2 separate regions of the Sus scrofa genome follow, and region 1 is linked to region 2. Evidence: chromatin contacts called from public HiChIP or PLAC-seq data. All regions are on one chromosome and are shown on one strand. Each heading gives the region's core, a stretch centred on a gene start, on an enhancer-like site or on the middle of the called end of the contact. The rest is flanking DNA. Distances are from core to core; before and after follow the strand shown. Region 1 holds the start of MCCC1 (methylcrotonoyl-CoA carboxylase subunit alpha, mitochondrial). Region 2 holds the start of ATP11B (probable phospholipid-transporting ATPase IF).

Region 1 (2,700 bases), core at 73-2,572, 340 kb before region 2:
GTTCCTGTTGTTGCACAGAGGAAACAAATCCAACTAGGAACCATGAGGTGTCCAGTTCAATCCCTGGCCTCATTCAGTGGGTTAAGGACCTGGCGTTGCCGTGAGCTGTGGTGTAGGTCGCAGACATGGCTTGGATCTGGTGTTGCTGTAGCTGTGGTGTAGGCTGGCAGTTGTGGCTCCAATTTGACCGCTGGTCTGGGACCCTCCATATGCCGGGGGTGTGACCCTAAAAACCAAAAACCAAAAAAAAAAAAAAAAGATATCTCATGATACCTTCTAGCACTTTTATGCTTTCACTTTTTTATATTTAATCACTTATCTCTCTCTTTTTTTTTTTTTTTTTTGTCTTTTATGTTAAGGTTGCACTCACAGTATATGGGGCTTCCCAGGCTAGGGGTCGAATCCGAGCTATAGCTGCTGTCCTACACCACAGCCACAGCCACAGCAACACCAGATCCTTAACCCACTGAGCGAGGCCAGGGATTGAACCTGTGTCCTCATGGATCCTAGTCAGATTTGTTTCATGTTAGTTCTCTCAATTCATTTCTTTGTTTTTATTTTTGCTTTTGCTTTTTAGGGCTGTACCCTGCGCAGCATATGGAGGTTCCCAGGCTAAGGGTGACTCAGAACTATGGCTGCCAGCCTACACCACAGCCACAGCAACACAGGATCAGAGCCACATCTGTGACCCACACCACAGCTCATGGCAATGCTGAATCCTTAGCCCATTGAGTGAGGCCAGGGATGGAACCAGCAACCTCTTGGTTCCTAGTCAGATTCATTTCAGCTGCACCACGATGGTAACTCCTTGATTCATTTTTTGTTTTTTATCTTTACTGATTTATTCTGCTTTCCTAATGTATCCTTCCTAAACCTTGAACTGGAGATTGATTCACTTTCACTATAAATTTCCTATAAGCCTGATTTGAGCTATAGCAAATAAGCATTTATATGCTGTGTTTTCAGTACTTTTATTTCCTTGATATCCTGCATTCAATTTGACTTTTTTTTTTTTTTTTTTTTTGATGCTCGGGTATTTTTAGAATTTCCCTTGTGGTACAGCAGGTTAAAGGGCTCAGCTCTAGTCACCGCTCTGGTGTCTGCGAACTTCCACAAAACGACAAAATACCAAAACCAAAAGAAATCTCAAGTGGTTTTAAACTTCTAGCTAAATTTTATTTTTTTGCCCCACCCCAGGCATATGGAAGCTCCTGGGCCAGGGATCGAACCCTCCCCACTGCTGCAACCCTACCGATGGGATTCTTAACCCGCTGAGCCACAAGCGAACGCCTTAAATTTAATTTTAGTTATTTATTTCATTCGTTCTTGAGATCACTAGAAAATTTGATTATCATGCTCTCCACCCCGTTTACTTTCCCCCACGACTCCGTCTCGCCCGCTTTCTCGCGGCTTTAAGGATAAAAGTCCGAAGGACGGTTCCAGAAAGAAGGATAGCCAAAAGCCTAGGGAAGACAGAACTCCGGGTTTTAGCTGACCCTTCCTCTCGTTGGTACAAGGGGCGGGGCGGAGGAAGCAGGATAACCCCGGGACACGTGGCCCGACCAATCGCCGCCACCGAAGCCCTCCTCGGTTCTTTGATTGGTTCTGGTGGAGACGCCCCCACCACACCACGGTTGGCCTATTGGTTTGCTTTGACCTGGACTGTGGCCGGCAGAAGACCACGCACTGGAGCAACCGAGGCAGGGTTTTGCAGTGAATGGGACGCAGCTGTATGTTTAGGAGCCAGCGGGCTGCGGGGCTGCAGGAACATGGCGGCGGCCTCTGCGGTGTCTGTGTTGCTCTTGACGCAGCGAGTCACGAGCTTGCTGCTGCCGCCGAGGTAACGGCGGGTGGAGGGGCCTCGGTTCCGTGTTGGGGCGGGAATGAACTCTAAAGCCCTGTGGAGGCGTGGAGGGACAGAGAGTCGACTGGGAGGAGGGGAGGACGGAAGGAAAATTCCGGCGCACTTGGGGAGTTTCTGCTTCATTCTCGGCCTAAGGAGGGAGACCCGCCCAGCCCTTCCTTTTCTTCTCCCTTCCACACAGCCACCCTTCAGCCTTCTGCCCGTTTTTGAGGAGGGGGGGAGTGGGGAGGCTGGGCCTGCTGTCTCCATGCTCCGCTCGCCATAGGGACAAGCGTAATGCTTACACGGCTCCTAACCTTTAACTTAGTGTTTTCGCTGAATTTCTTGTGTGGGAAGCGCTGTTATCATCGCGCTTTTTGGTGAAGTCCGAAAGCGTCGCGGCTCGCTCTAGTTTACACTAGTAGTAAGAAATGGCGCCAGGATGCCCTGAAGCCTCTTTATGTTCAGGGGAACACTTTTGGAGTTCTTTTTCTTTGCTGAAATGAATCAAGTTAACAAAAGCAAACTTATCTCCCAAAGGGCTGAGAGGGTGTTTGGCCAGAAGCTTTGTACACAAGTTTAAACAAAACTTTTAGATAATCACTCTAGCTAACCTGACTTCAGATCCGGTTTGTTTTATTTATGTATTTATTTATTTATTTAAGTCTTTTTAGGGCAGCACCCAGGCTAGGGGTGGAATCAGAACTGTAGCTGTCGGGCTACACCACAGCTCAGGGCGACGTTGGATCCTTAACCCGCTGAGCAAGGCCAGGGATCGAACCTGCGTCCTCATGGATACTATCAGGTTCGCTACCGCTGAGCCACGACGGGAACTCCCTCCAGATCCGTTTTAAAGT
Region 2 (2,700 bases), core at 15-2,514:
CAGTAACAGACCTCAACATGGAGACAAGGCTAGGCTTCTTCAGCCAGGAGCAATTTCTGTCCTAATTGTCACTGATGCCTTACTGCTGTATTTTGAGGGCTGTAGTTGCCAGGAGGCAAGAAATTTTTCTCTGTGAATTAATTCTGAGAAAGGTGGCACTTTTTATATGCCTTAAATCACCCTTTTCTAAGAGTCTATTTTTCTACAAATGTTCCATAAAACTGAAAAGTTAAGCACTGGTTCCCAACCGGTCTTCTCCAAACCGCCTGGAGGAGAACGGAAAAAAGTAAGGTTTGCCTTCCAAGTTTCACTTGGGGTTGGGTGAGGACAAGGTATAAAGGAAAACAGTCCTTCATAACTACCGTACTTATCTTCTAAACTAGACAGGGTGTTGGAAAATTCTTTCTTTCCCTCACCCAGACGTTGGGTAACATTTTCGTTGAGAGTGGTTAGACTAGATAAGCTACCCTCCTTTAGGCAACCTTGAAAACAGTGAGAAGGGGCTGAAGACAAGTCCTTCCCCTCCACTCAAACGCGTCCCAAATTGCTAGAGGCAGGAAACACAAACCTCTTTTCTCTCCCCAAGACCTACTCTCTTTCCGTTCCCTCGCCCTAGTTCCTCAGGAGGTCGCCGACCACCCCCGGCCCCGCTTCTGGCCGCAGCCGCCCATAAAAGGCGAGGAGGAGGTAGTAACCGAGAAGTGCGGGCAGCAAGCAGCCGCCTCCCGCCTCAGCCTCGGCAGCCCGGGCTCGGAGGCAAGACGCGTGCCGGGGCTGCGCGCGGCTTCGCCGGCTCCGGGACCCGCGCCCGCCTCCGCCGCGGCCTAGCCGGGAGCCCGCGCCGCCGGCCCGTCCCCGCCACCCGGGCCCGAGAGGCCGAGCAGGATCGAGCGTCCGGGAGCTGAGGGACAGAGGCACCTACCAACTGCTGTCGAATCCAGCGCCACATGCCCCCGCCGTCGCCTTCCCGGTCCCGCGGGACTGGGGGTCCGAGGTGCTGCAAGTGGAGGCCGACGAGCCAGAGGGGGAAGTAGTAGAGCCCCTCTGGCTGAAGTTCCGCTCGACGCCGCCGCCACCACCTCACTCCCCGCGCCGGGGCCGCATCTTGCCGTGCCGGCCCCGAGGTCCTACAGGCGCGGCCCCGGCGCCGCCCCCACCCGGCGCAGCCGAGCCTGCTGCCGAGCCGCAGCCACCTTCATTATTGACCGTTGTCACCCGAAGCACCGCCACAACCCCACCCCCGGCCCCGGGCCCCACCCGGGCCCGCCCCCGGCGCCCCGGCCCGCCCCGGATGTGACGAAAGGGATTGCGCGAACCGAGGGGCCCGGCGCGCCTCGCAGCCGTCAGGGAGCGGGGCTCGGCTGCATGGGCGGGGCTGGCGGAGAGGGCGGGGTTCCGAAGCGGAGTTGGAGCTCTGCCCCCCACCCCCTTATTTCAAGGGTAGGATTAAGTCGCATCTGAGTGTCAGTCTACCAAACGGGCGGTTCTGGCTGACTGCTACGTTTCTACCTCCTGTTGCAGGTCTGTTTCTGCCTTCTTTGCTTCCCCCAGTCGCCCAATGCGCATACGCGCAATCTGGAGTGTAGCGACTGAAAGTTAATCCCCGGAGGTCTTCAGTTGCGGTTCAGTTAAATTACCAAAGTCTTTGCCTCTATGCAGCTCTTTTTAGCAAACGACTGAACTGGGGCTAGAGGAACAGTGATCACCTTTAAGTGATTTTGAAAGGAGATGCAACTTCTTTGTGCCTGGCCCAGTGTAGGACCAGTGTTTCCCAGACAATGGACGAGATATTCTGTCTTGCAAGTGCCAAATTGAATAGATTAGGGAGAAAAATACTTTCTGAGGGAAGGTAGTTGTTTACTGTTAATTGCCAAACTCCTGCAATCAAAAACACCCCATAAGTAGCAAGACCTAGGTAAGATAAGGGTGTGGCTAAATAGCAGTAGGAAGCAGCTGGAGCAAGGCCTTGACCTAGAAGGTTGAAATGAAGCTCCAGGTCTGGCTTTGTTCAAAAGCAGGCTCCTATACAACTTGAGTGTTACTGTATGCCTAGTGTGTGCAGCATTTTGCTGAATTAAAACACACTTTGGGGGAGTTCCCATCACAGCTCAGCTGAAACAAAGCTGACTAGCATACCTGAGACCGCAGGTTCGATTCCCGGCATTGCTCAGTGGTTAAGGATCCGGCTGCCCTGAGCTGTGGTATAGGTCCCAGAGGTGGCTCAGATCCTGGAGTTGCTGTGGCTGTGGTGTAGGCTGGCAGCTGTAGCTTCGTTTGGACCCCTAGCCTGGGAATCTCCATTTGCTTCGGGTGCAGCCCTAAAAAGACAAACAAAAACAAAAACAGAAACAAAAAAACCACACTTCACCATTCAACACATGAGAGTTTTGTTTTTGTTTTTGTTTTTTTTAATTGCATTAAGCAAAAACAGAAATCTAAAGATTAGCAGAGCTGGGCAAGTCTTTTGGTTTCAGTAGACATTCTTTATTATATAATGATTATCTAGCACCACAAATAGAGCCTTTCCTTAAGGGTATTTATGATCTGTAAAATCAGAATTAGAATTTTACATTATGGAGTTCCCGTCGTGGCGCAGTGGTTAACGAATCCGACTGGGAACCATGAGGTTGTGGGTTCGGTCCCTGCCCTTGCTCAGTGGGTTAACGATCCGGCGTTGCCGTGAGCTGTGGTGTAGGTTGC

What was found. HiChIP or PLAC-seq counts read pairs in DNA pulled down with a chosen protein or histone mark.
Region 1: an H3K27ac HiChIP or PLAC-seq map of alveolar macrophages shows a contact between it and region 2. The contact joins the promoter of MCCC1 here to the promoter of ATP11B in region 2. A contact is called at or near these places in 2 of 2 datasets of contacts at active chromatin or transcription factors (alveolar macrophages and skeletal muscle).

The regions. Positions count from the first base shown.
Region 1 is chr13:121,069,317-121,072,016 of Sscrofa11.1, reverse strand. It overlaps MCCC1 (methylcrotonoyl-CoA carboxylase subunit alpha, mitochondrial), which reads left to right and starts at 1,322. Exons shown (of 19, transcript XM_021069887.1): 1 at 1,322-1,840. The coding sequence starts at 1,770.
Region 2 is chr13:120,726,197-120,728,896 of Sscrofa11.1, reverse strand. ATP11B (probable phospholipid-transporting ATPase IF) reads right to left here and starts at 1,264. Exons shown (of 31, transcript XM_021069876.1): 1 at 923-1,264. The coding sequence starts at 949.